Regions from separate parts of the Sus scrofa genome. Here region 1 is linked to region 2. A link is a contact called in public Hi-C data. All regions are on one chromosome and are shown on one strand. Each heading gives the region's core, a stretch centred on a gene start, on an enhancer-like site or on the middle of the called end of the contact. The rest is flanking DNA. Distances are from core to core; before and after follow the strand shown.

Region 1 (7,311 bases), core at 2,303-4,802, 230 kb after region 2:
CTGCACAGCATGAGAGAGATTTATTTTCTGCATTGTACAGTGACCACAGCCAGGCTAGAGGAAAGTAAGCTCCCTGCACTTGTCTGCAGTCTGCACTTTGACCGGCTCCTCTTGGCCCAGGTTAGTCCAGACATTTCAACAGCTTGACTAAGCCTCATCGCCATTCAGCTGTCAAATTTGGTGGCTGCCAGTATCACTAGTAGCTTTTCAAGTACACCTGTTGCCAGTGCTATGTATGAGTCAAGAAGACTGGACCCTTCTGGTCTATCCCACTGGCTAGGATCTCTTTCACAGGACATTTTTTTTTTTTTTGATTTTTTTTTAGGGCTGCACCTGTGGCATAGGAAAGTTCCCGGGCTGGGGGTCAAATCGCAGCTGCAGCTGCTGGCCTACCCCACAGGCACAGCAACGCCAGATTTGAGCTCCATCTGTGACCTACACCATAGCTCATGGCAATGCTCAAATCCTTAACCCACTGAGTGAGGCCAGGGATCGAACCCACATCCTCATGGATACTCTTTGGATTCATTACTGCTGAGCCACAATGGGAATGCCTGAGAATTCCTTTTAATAGGACTTCATTATCCTTCATCAGGAAAACATTTTTTCTTTCTAGCAAGCTTCTCTCCTGACAGAGAAGTTGCACTGACACTGAACTGGGTCTGGGACATCTGGCCTGGATTAATCTACAGTCCAAAAGTGGTTTTGAGTATGAGCACCACCTCTAATTTGTATTTTTAATTGTGTGGGGCCAGCAGAGCTATATGAATAACAAAACATGCTGACTTTTGTAAACTGCAAGTGTCATCGTCAAATACCACTTGCAGCGAAGTTAATCTGATAGTTAATGGTATGTATTGCATGGTAATTAGGTATAAACACCAAGTAGCATGTACAAAAACTATAATTAGTGCATTTCAAGGAGCAAGCCAGCATTTTTGGAGCAAGCTTGGTGGGGAGATGAATAAACAGAAAAGCAGTTAAAGCTGGATTCTTCTCTGACGACCCCTGGACCAGAGGACGCTTTTTGGCCAGAGCACTTGACCCAGGTCAGGAGCCCAGGGCAGGTGGACAACTTTCCCCATCAGCATGGAGGCAAAGAGGAAAAGCCCTAGAGAGACACAATGTTGTAAATCAACTATACTTCAATGAAAAAAATGTCCTAAGAGAAAGTGCATTGGATTTGGACAGCCTTCACGACTTCTGCAATGCTGTGTATGATTTAGCTATAGCTTTGTAATCTTTTTGTCTTTTTGTCTTTTCTAGGGACGCACCTGCAGCATATGGAGGTTGCCAGGCTAGAGGTCGAATGGCAGCTGCAGCTGCCAGCCTAGGCCACAGCCATGGCAATGCCAGATCTGAGCTATCTTCCAACTATATCACAACTCATGGAAACTCCTGATCCTTAATCCACTGAGCAAGGCCAGGTATTGAACCTGTGTCCTCATGGCTGCTAGTCAGATTTGTTTCCACTGAACCATGATAGGAACTCCTGTAATCTTTTAATGTGAAGAAACGGGACACACAGGGATGATTTCAATACTCTGGACATCACATAGCCACTGATAGGGTACTCTGAGGGCTTCCTGCGTGCCTTTTTTTTTTTTTTTGCTTTTTGCTTTTTAGGTTCACACCCTTGGCATATACAAGTTCCCAGGTTAGAGGTCGAATTGGAGCTGCAGTGGCTGGCCTACACCACAGCCACAGCCACAGCCACAGCAATGCAGGATCCCTAACCCAGTGATGAGGCCAGGGATTCAACCCACATCCTTATGGATACTAGTCGGATTTGTTTCCACAATGGGCACTCCCAGAGTGCATTTTGATCCATTTCCCTATCCGTCAGTGTTCATAAGGGATATATGTTTTCCTTCTACCAACGAAATATCTGGTCTGTTTAGAAATCTGTAGTTTATTGAAATAGCACTGTTTTATTGATTGGATCTATATGCATTTCTAAAAGGTGGTACAAAAGTTGGTTAAAAAATTTAACCGGGATGAAATGTCTTTATCCTGGGAATATCTGGTTATTTTTCCTGCCAGGTGTGCCTGTGTAGGACTCAAGTGACATGGTTCTTATTTGACTGCTTTTGATTTGGTGTGACCTGACAGAGCGACCTGGTTCAAATGACAACTTCATTGGTTTCATCCTTGTCTACTTTCTTACCCCCATATTCAATCTATTGGCTGTATCTTAGAAATCTATCTGGCACCTGACCGTTCTTACCACCTCTGCTGTTAGCACCACGGTCGAAATCATCAATATCTTTTACTTGGCTGTTACAATGGTCTTTTAACTGTTTTAGTAGTTCCTACCTTGTGGTCTGTTCTCCACAGCGGAGTTATTCTCCACAAAACCAAGTCGGATTTGGTCACCTCGCCCATGGCTCTCCCTTCATACCCTGCTTTATTTTTGAGTGAATCACCATTTGACATAATATGCCTTCATTGGCTTGTTATCATTATTATTTTCTACAATATGAGGTTCATGAGAGCAGGGACTTTGTATCTTGGTACCTGTTTTATCTTTGTTCCTTAGAACAGTGCCTAGCAAATTTATGAATACTTTATTAGTCACTGAAATCAACAGCTGCTATTGACATCTTGAATTATCGTCTTTCGAAAATAAACCTTTGAAATCTTAATTCCATAGCTTGAATAGTTTAAGCATTTGAGCTATAATCTACTCATTCTTGGCTCCCATCCCTTGGACAGGAGAGCCAAACTAGTGAACTGAACCTAGGACTAACAGCAACTACTCAATAAGCACTTACTTAAGGATGTTGTCCTTAAGCATTTTGCTTTATCTAATTTGATGCTAGCATAGTCTGAGAGACAGGTATTATTACTGTTCTCCTTTTACAGCTAAAGGGACTGAGGCTTGGGAGAGATGAATGTAAAAATAACCCCTAAACTGAGATTAGAATCAAGGTGTGGTTGACTCCATACTACCTCCTAGCCCTGTCCTCTGGTAGCGCGTCTCCGGATATTAAAAGAGTGAAGCATTCCTTTTGCAGGGCGGTGTACTAGAGTTCTGGGATATAATTCCTGCCCCCCTCCCAAGAATCCTATGACCAAACCAGGTAGCTCTCCTTTCAGAATGGCCCTAAAAGCTACTCCTCTAGGCTGCGTCTCTTACTTTAACGCAAGTTTTTCTTAGCACGGACGTAGTTTCACCGCCTAGGAAAAGACGGAATCAAAACGCTGTGATCCAGGAGAAAGCGAGGTTGCCAATTCCGCTCATTGCTTGCAGAAGGGGGCATTTAAACATAGTTTTCAAAAAAGCAACAGACCCCCAGTTGGGAGGGAAGTTGGCCCGAAAGAGGGGAATAGGGCTGGACGCGCCCTGCAAGGCACTGGCCAGACGATAGGAGGGGCTCCCCCAGAGCCGCCTGGGCTCCAGCCGGGAAGCGGGGGGCTCATTCCGCAGAGGCCAGCGGGCAGCGGGAGCGCAGCGGCGGCCAGAGCCGGGCTGGGGGGCGGGGCCCAGGGAAGGGCGTGGCTGGCGCGTGCCCCGCCCCCTCCTCGGGGATGCCGGGATGTTTACACTCCTGACAGCGGCGGCCCGCGGAGGAGGAGCGGGAGTCGTGGGAGGATGGGCCGCCGCTAGGCTCGCGCTCAGGACGCACCTCGCCGTGCGCAGGGTGGGTGCCCGCGCCTGCAGCGTCCGCGGGGGCGGCGCGGCGGGAGGTGGCCAGCGCTCCGGGCCTCGCAGCCACAGCCCCCGGCCCAGCGGGCCTGTCCGCGGCGCCGCCCGGCCGAGCCGCCCGGCCGCCCGGGGTCCCTCGCGGGCGGGAGAACGGAAAGCTCTCCTCTTCCTGGTGAGTCGCTGCTGGGGTCTTGGGCGCGCCGGCCGGGGCCCCGCCCGGTGGGGTCGCCTGCGGGAGCCGGGCGGGGAAGGGAGGTCGGGCCCGCGCACTGCGGCCTGGGGACCCCGCCGGGGTGGAGGAGGGCTCTGCGGGGCGCGCGGCCGAGCCGGTGGGGGCTTCGGTCCGGTCGTGGGCGGCGGCGGGAGCCTCGTGCGCAGTACGGCTCTGGCCGCTGAGGCCGCCACGGTAACTAAGAAACTCCGCGGCCGCGGCGGCGGCGGCGCAACAGGTCTCGGTTTCAGGACCCGAGGAACTTGGCGAAGTCCCGCCTCGCGCCTCCAGGCGCACGCTCATTGGCCGCCTCGGTTACTTATTCGGCGCGGATTGGTTGTGTCCAGATGTCAGGTTTCAGTCGAGCCGGACTGGGCAGAGCCAAGGTCTGGGGAGAAGTGGGTGGTGGGAGCCCTGCAGACAGGGTTTGAGAAGTGCGGGGAGTGTAACCGACCTGTTGGGAGAAGGAGCTTTAGTGGGCCTCTGTTAAGATTAGGAAACGCCAGAGAGAAGGATTTGCAAGGCAATAGTGAACATGGGTGGTGATAGTGGCAATGGAAAAGAAAAAACTTGAACCTTGAGGCCAAAGCCAGGGAGATGAAGGGGAGCGTCAAGAAAAAAGAAAAGTGTGGAGACCATATGGCCTCGGGTCAGCGCCAGGAAGAAAACACGATCTAGAAGAGAGATGCTGCAGTGAGGTCCCAAGAAACCCTGTTACCTCTTTCCTTTACCCTGTAGGCCTTGGGAGATGATGTGTTAAACAGATGAATCTTGTTCCCGCACAGCTGTAGTCTTTGTTAGGGATGGATACTAAAAATATACCTATTTTACGGTAAGCTACGCTTTCTTCCTGAAGCAGTGTTGGTGATGGAACTGAAAGTTAGAAATATATTGCAGAAATGAAATCGTTTTTCCCCATCTTTGAGGCTATTGATCATAAGGATGCAGTTGAAGCAAGCAAATACCCACAGTTGGTAGAGCTCTGTGTTCTTGTCGTAATTACAACCACTGTTTCTAATCCCTCCAAGGAATTTGCAGTTTCAAAAAGTAAGCACACTCTCTGCAGGATACAGCAAAGTGTCTCGCCAGGTCGCATAATAAAGAATACAGAATAAAGTACAGGATGTGCTTGTGTTCAGTCTGTTCCGTTCAGGAGCAAGAGCTGCTGCGGGTGTGGTCAAAGAATGGCATAGTACTTTCACTCAAAAACTTGGTGGTACGTTTGGGACAAGCAAACACGGAAAACGGTGAAGCAAGAGATAACACTTAACTGTAATGCTTTGTGGCAGTTCTTGCCGAATAGATGCCAGGTATTCTTGGCTGTAACACTTGATGAAGGCCAGTGCACCCAAAATGGTTAACATAAAACGTAAGCGATTTCATTTCCAGAGGAAGGAATCCTTTGCTACCCTCGAGAAGATCCAGTCCACAGCTTGCATCGCTCCTTAAAACCGCAGCATCCCCAGTTTGGCCTTGGACCGGGTCGGAGTTTGCTGGAGTGGGGGAGAGATGTTGGAACTTGGAAAAATTTTACCTCTCGGAGGAGTGAAAGGGGCAGAAACTGTATGGGGACGGCGAGAGGAGGGCGCGAAATTAGAAGGCAAAGGCACCCCTAGTGAAGGGCTAGTTGCTTTCCCAGGGTCTGGAGCGGCCTGGGACCCTCTGGGACTCTCGGCTGGAGATACCGCCCTCGAGCGGGAGGCCACGCCCCCGAAGACTGACGGCCTCCACAGCCAGTGGGCGGCGAGGACGGCACGGCTCCTGCTGGGGGGCGGGCACTTCCTCTGGCGCCCCGGGCTCGCGGGAGGGTGCTGAGGTTCTGGAGGTGGAGTGGGCTGGGGTGGGTGAGAGGTGGATGGGCAGAATAAGGAGGGGGTCTTGTGAGATAAACACGCACAGTGAGCGGGGAGCTTGTGAGAGCAACACGTAAAGTGAGGAGTGGGCTTGTGAGATAAGCGGGCAAAGTGAGGGGGGCTTGTGGGATGAACACGCAAAATGAGGGGAGCATGTGAGATAAAATGAGGGGGAGCTTATGGGATAAACACATAAAATGGAGGGGCGGGTCCCTCGGACCCCTCGTGCTCCTCTCCTTTCAAGGTTCAGCCGAACCTCTGTGCTCACTCGATACCTGTGTGGCTGATGGGGGTTTTTCTCTAAAACTATCTGAAAATGAAAACTAAGAAATAGCAGGATCCAAATCGTTAATCGTTTTTACAGTTACTTGAGACTCTTTCACTGTGATTATTATTTTTTTTTTGTAATTAAGAAAGTCAAGACCGTCCCTTGGGTGCAGACCGACTCATTTCATGCTCTTAAGTGCCCCTGCGGGTTTATGTATTTGGATCATACCTGCAGCGCCCTCCACTCCTCTTCCCACTTACACATTTTCCTGGCTGGACAATTTCAAGAGCTCTTTTCCAGCCCAATAAAACAGCACGTACTCCAAGAATGAGGAAAGCACGTCTGGTATGATGGCAGCGGACTAGAGGAGTGGGGGAGGGGAGAGCTGAGGCCCCGGTGTTAACACCCGAATAATAAATCTCAGTATTGTAGTTTGACACGACCAGAGTGCAGTTGCAGTTTGTGGACCGAAGTATTTAACCTCAGACTCCTCTCCCTTCATCTTTCTGATGGTTGCAATTGTCAGTTTGGGTTTATTGCAGACATTTAAATGTTTTCTTCTTGACCTTTGCGCATTTATTGAAGTGTAGATTTCTCTCGTAGATTTCTTTCTTTCTTACTTATTTTTCCACTTAACTACGTGGTTTGAGATGTCATTAGACTTGGACTTCTGCTCTGTTTGGAGGACAGAAAACTGTTTTCCTAGGAACTGTCTGATGTTTTAAAATGTATCTTTCTGGTATTACTAATGTAGCCACCATTCAGGGTATCTGGAGAGAAGAGAATAATGATTACTTAATGCAGTTTTGGAAAAGAAGTTGCTTAATTAGATGTTAAGTGCCAAAGTTCCTTTCAGGTTTTGTTCCCTTTGATTTTTTTTTTTTTAAAGTAGACTTTGGTATTTAAAAAAATGTGCAGTGCAGCTGCACAAAGCAGTTCTCTGTTCACATTCCTGGTTTCATTCAAATTAAAATATTTGTCCCTTCAAATATTTGCCCAAGAGTTCTGTTGAGTAGGCATTTCAGTACATCATATATAAAACGTGGCAGCAAACTTAGTATATAAACTAAAGGTGTTTTGGAAATGACATTTATGATTACTGTTTGCTCTGAATTGCCTTATCAGCAATTTTTCTCAGCCTTTCTATAAATGTATGGCAAAATGTTTTAAAAAGAATTTCTTCATACTTTTGAATGTTTCAATTTAATTCCTTCTGCCTTCATTTTTGTAGGAAACATAATGGCAATCAAATGTATTTATTTGCAGGACATAATGGCTGTTGACATTTTAAAACATACACGGAACTAATGTAGAACCATATTATTCTTAG
Region 2 (7,028 bases), core at 3,583-6,082:
CTGGTGTGTGCGTCCCTTGTGAAGGCAGAGGGATCCGCTGGGCTCGCAAACACAAATGGTTGTAATTCCCCAAGGAATTTTCTAGGGCCAGCTCTGTGAAACAAAGTGTGCTATCGGATGTCCCATTAAATGAAACAAAGATTCCCTATAGGCGACCTTAGGGGCGTGTAACATTTGCTCTCAATCATCATAATTGAGAGTGAAATGCATTCTGCGTGGAGCAAGACCTGTCATAATACACCATCCGGACACTGGAAAACAGCAAATGCCTAAATCAGGGTCCAAAAACAACTGCACCAGAGGGCAGTATCACGATGTCTGTGGGTGGCTCTATGGTTGCAGCACCCATTCACCCACCAACAGTACAACGCATTCATAATTCATTACAAGGTAACACTTAAGATCAATCACAGGCAGCTCTGGGGGCCTCAGATCAGACAGTTTGATAATGTGCACATCTGTCTTGTCAGTAAAATGGACGGAAGTTACTTAATAAATACAATTTAACAAGACATCATTTAGTCTCTTTATCACCTAGTTGTTTTTTTTTTTTTTTTTCTTTGTCTTTTGTCTTTTTAGGACTGCACCTGCGGCATATGTCGGTTCCCAGGGGTCAAATCCAAGCTACAGATACTGGCCTATGCTACAACCACAGCAACGCGGGATCCAAGCCGTGTCTGTAACCTACACCACAGCTCACAGCAATGCTGGATCCTTAACCCCACTGATCGAGGCCAGGAATCAAACCTGCATCCTCACGGATGGTAGTCAGATTCGTTTCTGCTGAGCCACGATGGGAACTCCTATCACCTAGTTTTTAAAGTATTTATTTGCAATAACTAATATAAAGTAAATATTTCCAAATTTGCATTATTACATAGAGTATTAGTTTTAGACTTTCATATGGAATTTCTGTCCACTAGTTAAGACATATTTGAGAATGAAGAACCAGACTAATTGACTCATTCAAAAAGTCTTTATTTGCTAAGTGTCATAGTACTATGTACAAAAGTCCAAGGTGGGCTGTGGGGATACAAAGATGAAAACGGCATATTCCCTACCATCTTGCTTATGATCTATTGGGAAAACAATGACAAAAAAAAAATTTGACTACATATAGGAGTTCCCTGGTGGCTCAGCAGGTTAAGGACCCGGTGTTGCCACTGCAGGGGCTGGGGTCACTGCTGTGGTGCCAGTTCAATCCCTGGCCCAGGAACTTCTGCATGCCAAGGGCACGGCCAAAAAAAACCTACATATGAAAAGCTAAAATGGGGTAAGTAATTGTGGGACATCAAAGGAAGGATGTCTGGAAGGGAACCAGAGGAACAATGAAAAGTGTTTTAAATGACTGACAATCAAATACTAAATGCTAAAAGGACTGGATGGGCTGGAGGAATGTACTTTGCCTTTGGTGTCACATGGCAGTGGACTTTTGTTAATCGTACTTCACCAACACAGGCCATGTGCAGGCAGGGGTCTGGGGCGACGGACCCAGGCAGTTTCAGAGATGGGCCCTGAGTGCCTGCAGCGCAACCTACACTCACAAAGATAGGGTCAGGAAGTGACACAGGATGAAGAGATGGCTGTTAGGGCTTCTGGGGACAAAAAGGCTTCTTCTCGTCCAGGAGTTTCATAACAAGACTCTCTCTCAGTGGCACAAGGATGAGAAGCCTAGGAGCTGTTTGTAGCCATCTTTCACCCACGAGAGTCTGCAAAGGGCGTCAACATTGGAAGCAGAGAGATGAGAAGCGGAGCCTGAGCCCTGGTCCTGACACTGAGCCTGGATCAAGTCATGCTTTCTGGTGATGGGAGCCCATCCCTTTTATTGAAACCAGACTAAGCTGTGTGATCTACACCATGCAACCTAGAGGGGCCTAACGCAACTATTTAAAAATGAACATAAATGAAACCTAGGGAAGCATGCTTCTCTAAACTCCTTTCCTCCTCTTCCAAGTAACAAGCGTGTGCAGTATCAATGCTAACATCGCAAACGAAGGAGTATCAAACACATGCAATATCGTGTTGTCATGTAGAGATACGGCACAAAACTCTTTCTAAAGCAGATCTGGGTATACATGCTTTATAAATAAAGTGGGAACTTGATTTACTATTCTTCTTCTTTTTTTAGTAGCCAACTCTGGAAGTTCCCTAGCCAGGAACTGAATCTGAGTGGTAGCAGTGACCTATGATCCTTTAACCGACTGCGTGCCAGGCCAGGGATTGAACCCATGCCTCTGCAGTGACTGAGCTACTGCCATCAGAATCTTTTTTTTTTTTTTTTTTTTGTCTTTTCTAGGGCCACACCTGTGGCATATGGAGGTTCCCAGGCTAAGGGTCTAACGGAGCTGTAGCCACTGGCCTACACCATAGCCACAGCAATGTGGGATCCTTAACCCACTGAGCGAGGCCAGGGATCAAACTCGCAACCTCATGGTTTCTAGTCGGATTCATTAACCACAATGGGAACTCCTGCAGTCAGAATCTTAACCCACAGCGCCACGGCAGAACACCTTGATTTACCATTCTAAGACAGAACGCTGTGCCCCCACCTTTATAGGGTTCTGCCTACTAGGAGCAGAGGGTCTGAGAAGAAATGAACACACACTAGAATGAGGTAAGGGTCAGGCCTCGAGGAGGCTCTTTAAAACAAGAGATGCGATGAATGATAGTTACTTGATGTGAAGTGACACAGACTCCTAGAGTGAAGATCAAATGAAAGCTGAAGGGGCAGATAATCTGTGCAGTGTCTAAATGATACTCAAATTAAGTCATCCAATCTGTTGGGAAGTTATTTGTACTAAAATACTTTATCAACTCTTTGTTATACAGGTTTCCAGCTCTGATGATATTTAAAGATCTGTCTAAGAATACACACACAGGTAACGTGAATAGTACAAAACAGCTTTCTGAGCCCAAATGCCCAAAGGCCTTAACTGATAGATGATTTTTTTTTTTTTTTTTTTTTTTTGTCTTTTCTAGGGCCACTCCCGTGGCATGTGGAAGTTCCCAGGCTAGGGGTCTAATCAGAACTGGAGCTACCAGCCTACACCAGAGCCACAGTAACGTGGGATCCGAGCCGTGTCTGCGACCTACACCACAGCTCATGGCAACACCGGATCCTTAACCCACTGAGCAAGGCCAGGGATTGAACCAGCCACCTCATGGTTCCTAGTCAGATTCGTTAACCACTGCGCCATGATGGGAACTCCTGATAGATGATTTTTAAATCTGGAAATGGAGAGGATCAAAAAGGTTCTGGTTAATTCAGTGAGCTGCCTCACTGAGTAATCTGAAATCTATTTTTATATTTTCTTATATCCTTTTTTCCAATGACTGTTTTTAAATTGTAAAATAAGTTGCAAAAATGCTACAGAGCGTTCTCTTCACCCAATATCCCCCACTGGTTACACCTTATATGTTTACAACACAATGTCAGCGCCGGGAATGGGACACTGGAACAAAATGGTACCATTCTATGTCTAATCCCACATGCGGACTTCTGACCAGATCAGAACACAGAACTGTTCTATTACCACGAAGACCTCCCTTCTGCCCACCCCTTCATATCCACACCCCTCATCTGCCAAAGCAGGAGTTTCACAAAACAACACTTACTCTTCCTAGGTGATTCGTTCCTATTTGAACTTGGTCTAGTCTATTTCATTTCTGTAAAATTCAGTCTCCACTCTTTGAACTAATGTCATAAACCATTAATAAGTCCTCATCCTCAACTTAAAAAATAGGGAAATCAGTCAGAACTTCCAGGCTTATTTCTTCTGTTGAAGAATTTGGGAGTTCCTGTCATGGCTCAGCGGGTTAAAAACCTGGCGTAGGGTCTGTGAGGATGTGAGTTCAATCCCTGGCCTTGCTCAGTGGGTTAAGGATACCATGTTGCCACAAGCTGTGGCATAGGTCACAGAGGCAGCTTGCATCCTGTGTTGCTGTGGCTGTGGCACAGGCCTCAGCTGCAGCTCTGATTTGACCCCTAGCCCTGGAACTTCCACATGCTGTGGGTGCGGCCTTTTTTAAAAAAAAAAAAAAAAAAAAAAAAAAAAGGCTTGGTAAAATAGCACAAAAAACACATGACTAATTTATGGTGAATTCCTTTTTCTAATCATAGCAGCTCTTTCCATAGCGTTACCGAGGGTTCCTCCTCAGCCTTCCAGGTTTAAAGCTCTTTTCTCAGATCACTAAGCAGTCTCCAGAGTGCCATAACTAATTTATTATCCAACACAAAGGAAATAAATAGATTTGCAAAACAGGATTCCATATTAACTCACTATGAGATTTACAAATGACCAATAGGATCATTCAGTCAGTACCTACTAAGAGAATCCAAATACGGTTGCAGGGTTGCATGGTAAACACAGACGCCAAAAACAGGGTGGCGATGGTTTAGAGCGTTCTTTCTCAGGTACTACTCAACCACCTACCATCTTCAGGGATCAGTTCCTGCCCCCCACTTCTTCAAAAAGTGAAGGACACTTACAAAAGGGCAACTCTTCAAGTCTGAAACACAGGCTGGGGTGCGAGGTGGGAGTGTGTTAATTTAATTCTAACGCCTGAAATTACCCCCTGGGTTTGTGCTAATTTTCTCAAATTCAATTTTGTAGGGGTAGCTGGATAATTTTCTTTCATCTTTCGGACAGGAAGTATACTTTTACTGTGTATTCTGCAAATACTTAGCAACATGAAACCATGGGCTTTTCTTCCTCAGGGTTCACTTTTGGTCCTCTTTCTAGGCTGGGCCCTAGAACCAAGCCACGCGGCACCTGTAAACACAGCCTTTGCCGGATAAGCCCAAGCTGGTTATAAACAAACCTGGGGTATTTTGATCACTTTCTGGCATCTTAACAGTTGTGGCGATCATGCTCAAAGATCCCGACTAGTTTGACAGGTGCATCACGTGGGGGCCTCCTCGGGGGCCTAAAGTCCACCTGATCTCCAAGGAAGGGCCAATGGGGCTGCGGAAGCCCAGCTGCGCGCGCGTTCCCGACCGCCCGGTAGAGCTGACCAGGCCTGAGGCCCGAGGTCGGGCTGGTCCGGGATCAGGGTCGGAGGGCCAAAGTCCAGGACCAGAGAGCGGGGTCCGGCATAGGAGGGTGAGGTCGGGGTCCGGACAGCCGAGGTCGGGGCTGGGGGTCGGGATCCAGGACTGGAGGGCGGGCCCAGGGTCAAGGGTTGGAGGGCAGGGTCTGGGGTGAGGGATCCGGGGTACGGGGCTGGGACCAGGCCAGGCCCCGCGGGAGCAGCCGGCACCGCCCCGAGGCCCCAGCGCCGGCGCCCCGCCCCCGATAGGCGGCGGCCATGGCGGCCTGGAGGGTCCGGGTGTCCGCGGGCGCCGCGCTCAGAGGGCAGCAGCCTGCCGCCCCGCCGCCAAAACCACCCCGGGTCGGAGCGGAGTTCCGACAGCCCCTCAGATTCACCTTCTGCTCCGCTTCGAAGGGAGACCGCGGCGTCTCCGGGCCCGACTCGCTAGAGGGAGGGGCGACGGGTCGGGCAAGCGAAGAGTTAACGGAGGCAGAGCGGAGGATCGCGGAGCTGCACGCTGCAGCCTGCGCGGTGAGGCCCCGTCCCTCCCTTCCGGGGTGGCCCCGCCCGGACTGCAGACGGGGTGGGGTGGGTTGGGGGACTTGCGCCTGCGCGGTGAGGCCTCCCCCGCGCTATGCCCTCCCCTCCCTTCCCCGGGAGCTCCGCCTCCCTCCGGCAGCTCCGCCTCCCCCCGGCAGCCCCGCCCAGACGGCCGCCGAGACAGCCCCCCGGGGGCTGGTGCGCCTGTGAGTCCTCGCGGAGAGGTTGCTGCCGGCCGGTGCGGTCCTGCGTCTGGCGTCTGATGATGCGTGTGCTTCCATCTCAGAACTTTTCGCTTGAAAACTGGCCACGGTTTTCCTATTCCGGGCAAGGAGTTAACATGTATCTGTCCGGAGTATGAGCGCAACTCCTTTCTGATCAGCGTCCGTGCTAAAACTCCGGTCACAGTTTTGGGCCCATCATTACTCTGTGTGTGTGTGTGTGTGTGTGTGTGTGTGTGTGTGTGTGTGACAGGAAAAATATGTTGTGTGTTTATCTGCAGTATCATGTAGGCACTGCCATCCAATGATTTTAATAAGGAAAATTGATTAACTTATTTTTAATTCATTTTCATTTTTTGCTGCCATCCGTTCGTGCTCTCCACCCTAACGGAGCACAGTTGCAAAGGAGACTATATTCAGGCGTGTACATTCTTTCCAGACAATCTTGAGCTATGTTTTCCCCTATTTTGGGGGTTTGACAATTGCATATTAGCACCAATATCAAAATTTATCATCTCCCTTCACCCTAACCTTAGACTACATAAGGTTAAGGGGAGCATATTTATACTTGTATCATCTTGAAAGAGCAAGTGAGTTCCATGATAAAGATACAAAAAAAAAAATACAAAGTATTTTTTTAATACACTGTCTGTGACCAGTGCTTGATAGGACTAAAGTTATCTGGTCTGGCTTGGGCCAAGGGAGCAGAGAAGAAAACCCTGGATGTTGCCTAAAGTTGACTTTTATTTTTTTTTAACTAACAGTAGGCCCTTAGATCTGCTGCCTGACTCACTGGGTGTTGAAACTTCTGCACAAAGACTCTTTAGGAAATGATTGGCCACTTTTGATCTTGTTTATACTCTTTAAAATAACGTGTAATTTGTTCCCACACTTCACCATATAAATGTAAAAAGAAACAAAAAGTTTCATTCTCTATAGAACAAATACCACTGGTATGGAAAGACCTGTTCAGTCAAAGGAAAAGAAACTTTTTCTCAGTCAAGGAATCCACACTTGTTTCATCAGTGTCAATCACAGGTTAAATGACTGTCCGGGAAACCATAAATAAACCCAATAACAAGCTTGTCTTTATTTTCAACGATCAGAGCCACCTCCCAGTGGTCCTTCTTCCACACCGGCAGGCAGGTATCTCCCTGTGCTGATCTGCATCACTGAACATCTTGTGCCCCAGTCAGACCGGCAGCCTTCTTGCCCATCTTTGTCTGTTGCCACTAC

Evidence for each region. A called contact is a pair of places that touch in the nucleus more often than the background predicts.
Region 1: a Hi-C map of skeletal muscle shows a contact between it and region 2, with 4 times the contacts expected there. The contact joins the promoter of NEK7 here to the promoter of C10H1orf53 in region 2. A contact is called at or near these places in 3 of 47 Hi-C or Micro-C datasets (embryonic fibroblasts, heart right ventricle and skeletal muscle) and 1 of 2 datasets of contacts at active chromatin or transcription factors (alveolar macrophages).

What each region holds. Positions count from the first base shown.
Region 1 is chr10:20,963,108-20,970,418 of Sscrofa11.1, forward strand. NEK7 (serine/threonine-protein kinase Nek7) reads left to right here and starts at 3,553. Exons shown (of 10, transcript XM_005667989.3): 1 at 3,553-3,821.
Region 2 is chr10:20,727,480-20,734,507 of Sscrofa11.1, forward strand. It overlaps C10H1orf53, which reads left to right and starts at 4,833. Exons shown (of 4, transcript XM_021064484.1): 1 at 4,833-5,102; 2 at 5,446-5,562. The coding sequence starts at 4,959.